2 separate regions of the Mus musculus genome follow, and region 2 is linked to region 1. Evidence: chromatin contacts called from public HiChIP or PLAC-seq data. All regions are on one chromosome and are shown on one strand. The core of a region is the stretch at or near the end of the contact, and the rest is flanking DNA. Distances in the headings are between cores, read along the strand shown.

Evidence for each region. HiChIP or PLAC-seq counts read pairs in DNA pulled down with a chosen protein or histone mark.
Region 2: a contact with region 1 is called in an H3K4me3 HiChIP or PLAC-seq map of bone marrow-derived macrophages, with 4 times the contacts expected there. The contact joins two enhancer-like sites. A contact is called at or near these places in 1 of 39 promoter capture datasets (cranial neural crest), 2 of 115 datasets of contacts at active chromatin or transcription factors (bone marrow-derived macrophages and microglia) and 1 of 9 other capture datasets (liver).

The regions. Positions count from the first base shown.
Region 1 is chr6:145,918,398-145,921,598 of GRCm38.p6, forward strand. It overlaps Gm32675 (a long non-coding RNA gene), which reads left to right. Exons shown (of 11, transcript XR_378155.4): 7 at 2,322-2,447; 8 at 2,824-2,946. Among named protein-coding and RNA genes, the nearest start is that of Gm32675, 5.7 kb to the left of the region's middle. Within about 2 kb of position 1,579, at least 5 of the 459 cell types and tissues checked have an H3K27ac peak or open chromatin away from gene starts, as enhancers often do. A contact at or near this core is called in bone marrow-derived macrophages, where this site is marked.
Region 2 is chr6:146,207,491-146,210,691 of GRCm38.p6, forward strand. The region is part of intron 45 of Itpr2 (inositol 1,4,5-triphosphate receptor 2); the gene reads right to left. Among named protein-coding and RNA genes, the nearest start is that of Gm35596, 11 kb to the right of the region's middle. Within about 2 kb of position 1,716, at least 38 of the 459 cell types and tissues checked have an H3K27ac peak or open chromatin away from gene starts, as enhancers often do. A contact at or near this core is called in bone marrow-derived macrophages, where this site is marked.

The sequences.
Region 1 (3,201 bases), core at 329-2,828:
GCCTCATTGCATACACAGTGATCTCTAAATATTATCTTGGTTAAATATTAATTGTTCTTTCAGTTCTGCTTAAGCTGAAAACACTGACCACATCTTCCTGTGATTGTCCGTGGATAGATTTATTGGAAGGATGACTGACAATCAATGACGTACACATAAAATGTGCCATTTGATGCAGTGTGTGTGTGTGTGTGTGTGTGTGTGCATGTGTGTAAGTGTGCATGTGTATGCCTGAGGATGTCAAGTACTCTGTCACTATCTCCCTGACTCCCTTGAAACAGGTCCCCCCACTGGATCTGGAGTGTGGTGGCAGCTAGCGAGCCTCACTCCCTCTCCCAACAGCACAGAGGTTGTAGATGAGGTTAGTCACACCCAGCTTTTTACGTGGGAGCTGGGGATTTGAACTCTGGTCCTCATGTTTGTACAAGCTCTGACCACTGAGCCTTCTCTCCAGCCCTCGCCCTATCTTTGTAGTGTTAGCTTTTCTGATGCATAGAGTGACTTCCCATTGCAGAGTTAATTGACATTTCTCTACAATAGGATAGAAAACATGTTTCAGCTGTGGACTGTCCATCTGAGAAGTCTGTCCAAATAGTTTGCCTACTTTTACTGGATCTTGTTTTTTTAATTCTTGAACGTGAAAGTTCCTTATATGTTTTTGGTATAGGTTTTTATCATTTTAGATTACATATTTCCCCAGCCTTCTTCTTTTGATTCTCACTATCTACTTAGTCTTATTTGTCTGTATGCTTCATGGGACTTTTTTTTACTTAACATTCTTTATATTTGAAAACTGTTTTTAAATTTGGGAAGCAAGAGCTCACTGTGTGAACCAGGCTGGCTTCAAATTCACAGAGATCTCCTGGCCTCTGCCACCTAAACTCTGGGACTAAAGGCATGTACCACTACACCATAAAAATTACATTTACAACTGGTCTATCTAGGTGCTCAGGTGTGTAGAAAAGCTGAGTTGGTGCCAAAATAATAGTTCAATAAGTACATTCTAAAGAGACAGGTTACTCAAACTGTTAGTCCACAATGGAAAGTCCAGATCCGAATAATCCAATATCTACTTTTTGAAATTAAAGATTTTTTAAAATCCTAATAATCTTAGTAAGTATATTATATTGTAAGTATAAAACTTAGTTTTAACTTCTCAGATGAAAAAAATTCAGATCTAGGAATTCTTTGATCTCTCTCTGTCTCTCTCTCTGTTGTTCTGTCTCTCTCTGTCTCACTCTCCCTGTCTCTGTTTTTTTCTGTCTCTCTCTCTGTCTCTCTGTGTGTCGGTCTCTGTCTGTCTCTGTGTCACACTGTTTCTATGTCTCTCCCTATCTGTCTCTGTCTGTGTCTCTGTCTCTCTCTCTCTGTGTCTCTCTTTCTCCTTCCTTCTCTCTCTCCACTTAAAACCCCCCTCTGCGTGTGCTTAGCTCTGTGGTCTCCCACTGTAGCCACAAGCCCCCATACACTCAGCTTTGTTTAGATGTCTCAGCCTGGATGATTGTTATGTAAGACCTCACTTAGCCTCTAAGTCTGTGGCTTGTCATATGATGGAAGAGCCACAGTCTTGGATGGTTCCTAGAACATCTCCTAAAACATCTGATTTTGTGACTCACAAGTGCATGAGGGAGAGACGCTGGATGACAGTCTTAGAGGTTTTCTTGTCGTGACATCACAGAGTAAGGCAGATGAAGTAAGGCTGGTCAGGCAGTCTATGCTAACTGGAATTGAGACCTGATCATGGCCTTTTCTCAGCACACAGATGCAAAATCTGCCCACTATGGTCAGTACCAAAACTCCCTCCCCTGGGCTGGGGAGCTGGCACAGTGAGGACCAGAGTTCGAATCCCCAACTCCCATGTGAATGCTGTGGGGGCTTGTCAGTCAGTTGGTAACCCCAACACAGAGGACTCCTGGAGTCCTCTGTCTAGACACTCTATAGAGCTGGGCTTCAGGAGAGAGACCTTGTCTCAGTACAGAAAGTGTCTGAGGAAGATGTGTAGGAATACTCTGGCTTCCACATATCACGGGTGGACATACATATGCACGTGCACATGAAATAACACATGTGAACATGCATACAAGCATGCACACCACATGTAAATGTGAAACAAACAATAACAAAATTCTTCAATTTCTGCTACTGTCCTAGTAGCTGCTTATCCAGATTAATAGTAGTCTCTCCTCCATGAATAGTTGGTTTTCATGGTCTAGAGCTACCTAGTCCTGTGGGGTGGAGACAGCACCCCTAAACTGGTAAACACTTAAGAATGATTTCCCCTTTCCATGTCCCTAATTCTCCTGTTCAATTTGCTCCATCAGTTCCTGCTGGATCACCATGGTTGCCTCCCAATGATTGTCCCTGCCTCCATTCTTCTCCTCCTGACCCATGGCCGTAACTCATGACATTTTCACAATACGAATCCAGATACCTTGATTGCTTCTCAGGTATTTGCATAGTTTTTATTACCTTAAGAATGAAGTCTAAGTTTCTTACTGTGACATTTCACAGGCCTCTTGGCTGAGTATAACCTTGAGGTGGTACCAGTACAAGAAGAGAGGTTGGTAGAGCAAAAGTTTCAGGATGTAGCAAGGAAGGAGCAGGGAGGGGGGTTTGCCCAAAGTACATTATGTATTTGTATGCAATCTTCCTTATGAGATAGATGCATGACAGATGTAAGTAATTAAACATTTGAAAAGCTAAGTTTGGTGGCTGAGGAATGCTGAGTTGCGGTAAGGTCAAAGAGAGAAGATGTAAAGAAAATTACATCAGGAGGTAGCACGTGGTTTTCATGTCTCCATCTTCCTGTTGGGATTCACTTAGTCTCTGAGGAGTCCCTGAGAATTGCTGGACACTAGAATTCTACTCTTGGTGGCTTATTATTCCAGCTGAGATGCATGGAGTCTTGGATGTGCGATTGGTTGATGGACGGTTCCCAGCACTCAGGTATGTATTGGGACACCAGACACTTAGAACCCTCCAAGATGTTCAGCTTTGAATAGTCATTCTGCCCCATGGTTATAGTCAAGGTTACCCTGGAGGAGGGACTGGGGAGCAGATGGAAATCCCCAGAGGTTCCATTTGATTTACACTCAGTGAGGGTCAAGAAGTCAGAAAGGCTAGCTACCGGCGCTGTGTTCCCCAGACTGTGAGCACTGTGTGCGCCCAGGACTCTCCACATATCAGTTAGGAGGGTGGAGG
Region 2 (3,201 bases), core at 466-2,965, 290 kb after region 1:
AGACAAGGTTTCCTTCCTCCTCAGTACTTCTGGTCTACCACCTACAGGAACGGGAAATGTCAGGTCCCCGAGGAGAAGCCAGGAAGGGCCTGGCTGCCTGGCCCCACTCACATCCTGAAGCTTGGAGACACTCGTGTCTAAATTAGGTGTTAAAGGTGTGGGAGTGACCAACGCTGGCTGAAAACAAGCTAAGACCTGGAATCTGAAACAGACTCAGTAAAACTGGTTGATAGAGAGGAACCAACCACCAAAGCTTACCCACAGAAACTGCGCACTGTGAAAGCTGAGCAGACAGATTTCTTTACTCCTTCTGGAGGTCATTTGCAGGTTCTCTTGCCTCGCCCACTTAGCATGTGAACCCCTGGGTGAGTCTGAGCCCTTCCATTCTCTAATGAGTTCCTGGATGGTCATGTTTCTATCCCTCCAGCTTTGTCTCAAACATTTGCGCAAAGGGCCTCGCTGTGACTCCCAAGTCCATAGACATTTAATTAACACTGTCACCAGGGTCCAAAGCGTGCCTCACAGATGAGAGCCACGGAGGGTCACACAGAGTGAGGACTCACTGAGACAAGCCCTTGGCAAGGACAGAGATCTGCTCTTGCACACAGGACCCTGGGAAGCAATGCCACTGGCCTAAGAGAACACCAGTAAGAAGAGTTCAAAGAACCCTGGCATGTGGATATTTTAAACAGGATAACACACAAACACACACACACACACACACACACACACACACACACACACACACACACACACTTTCTGAAGAGCGGCTGGGAGATGCTCAGAATGATGAGCACCAGTCACCTTGACCCCCAGACATGGCAGGGGTGAGGGGCAGGGGGTAGAGGTAGGGGACAAGGACTTGATTGGTAATGACGACTTAGATCTGAGATTCTTCTTTCACTCTGCTTAAAGTGGGGTTCGACAGGTTAAACTGCTTCGGATGGCTGCTTCCCTGAGTCTCTGGTGTCCTTTGTCACCGGTGTGACCTCTCAGCTCCTCTGCTCATTAGGGTCCAGTTTGGATGCCAGCCAGAAAAACAGATTGCTCATCACGGGATAGCTACATAGAGGTGCACCTCCTCTCGGAGTACTTGAGGCCGATTGTCTGGCCTTCTTGCTGAGTCTCACTACCCTGTCTTTATCCAGTTCTCTCATTTCCAGCCATTCCTGAGGGATTCTTTTCTCTTGTCCCCTTAACCCTCTTTAATATTTGAAATCTCTCTAGGTTTTTCTCTTGGCTTACTCCCTTTGTTCCAGTTGCTTCCTCGGAAATCTCATCTATAGCACAACTTCAAACACCATCTATACATACATCTGTATACCTTGATGTTCAAGCCTAGCTTCTCTTCCCAGGAATGAAGCTCGCAGCTGGACCCTTACATTGCTTTATCTTAATGTCACATTGATTCCCAAGCACCCATGGGCTAGGGCCAAGCTCATTGCTCTATTCCACTCCCCTGCTTTCCTACCTCCAGCTCAGAAAACGTCATCTACCCATAGCCAACTCTTTCCCTAGGAGCTGGCCAAGCCTCATCCTCACTTTCCCTAGCACATTCCAGTTGGTAAAGTAGCTAGCAACGGAAAGAGTCTGGGGTGTGGAGGACAGGGAGGGGGGACTTCAGAACAAGTCACAGTTTCCCTTCCTCCTCAGCACACAGGGTTTACTGCCGACAGGAAATGAAAATGTCAGGTCCCGGAGGAGAAGCTGGGAAGGGCCAAGCAGAAGACTAAAACCCTTAGTAAGACTGGCACGTGCTCTGGGTCAGATGCCGCCCACCCCACTGCCTGGTGTCCAACCATTGTCCAAAGCTGCAGAGTCTTATAGTACTTTATCATGCTAAGGAGTATGCAGACAGAAGGAGACAGACACGGGCTTCTTTCCTTCATCTCTTTCATTGTGAGACTTTTGCTTACTTGTTTGTTTTTTAGGAGATAAATATCTGCTTGATAGGTGGAGGCCAATTTCTTTAACTTCTGAGAAGAGGAAGGTGCGGACAGAGAGAAAGTAAGCAGCTGTCAGGTTGGGGTGACAGCAAAGAGGGGGAACCACACAGAAGGGAGGAAGGAAAAGAGTGGAAAGTTGTGTATGGTCAGGTGATTGGCCTATCAGACACCAAGAGAAGGAAGCTGAGATGGGCAGAAGGTCAGAGACATGTTTTTAAAAACTGTGGTTTGAGACAGCTTGAGTAAAGAGACCCTGGGTGAATGGTCAAGGGTGACATGGAGATGCACCCAACCCGAGTCTCAGCAGACAGAATCAGGGAACTTGAGCTAACTCCATCTGAGAATCCCGTTTGCTTCCAAATGTTTCTCAAGTCCATATCAGGCACAAGCAAGAAACATCTGTGGCCCGTGCTAGACACCCCTTTGTCCTGTGCCTTCACCCCTAGATCTTCCCTCCTGCTTCGTTTCTGCTTGGTTCAGTCACGGTCTTGGTTCACGGAGGACGTGATCATCTTCCAGACCCACCGGGTAACATACACCTGCCTGCCCTGCTATATAGTTAGTGGTCCCACGGTCCATGGTATAGGCAAGTCTTACAACCATGGAATCCTAAGTCCTGTGTGGTTTTATGTCAAGTTGATACCAGATCAAGTCATTTTGGAAGCTAGAACCCTCAATTAAGGAAATGCCCCCACTAGATGGGTCTGTGGTTTATTTCTCAATTACTGATTGGTGGGGAGATGGGGACAGTCTACTATGGGTGGTGGCACCCCCAGGCAGGTGGTCCTGGGATACATATAAAAGCAAGCTGAGCAAGCCAGGTGAAACAAGCCAATAAGCAGCACTTCTCCATGATCTCTGTTTTAGCTCCTGCCTCCGAGTTCCTGCTTTGAGTTCCCACCCTGACTTCCCTCAGTGATAAGACTGGGGTGTTGAAGTGTAAGCAAGAGGAACCCTTTCCTCCACAAGTTGCTTATGGTCATGTTTTATAACAGCAATAGAAACCTAACCTCTAACATCTTCCTTTCATGTCTATTTAGAAACATAAAGTGTATGCCGCTCTTTGTGTGGGTTAGGACCACCCAGAGAGAGAAAGGCTGGAGTGGAGAGCAGCCTGGCGGTAGAGCCCTTGCCTCGAGGGCCTGGCCATTTGAGTTCAGTCCCCAGCACCACCGCCAAAAAAGAAAACAAGGTGAAATTAAAAAGTACAAATGTGAGTCGGAGAGGTGGCTCAGCAGTTATGAGCACAGAGATC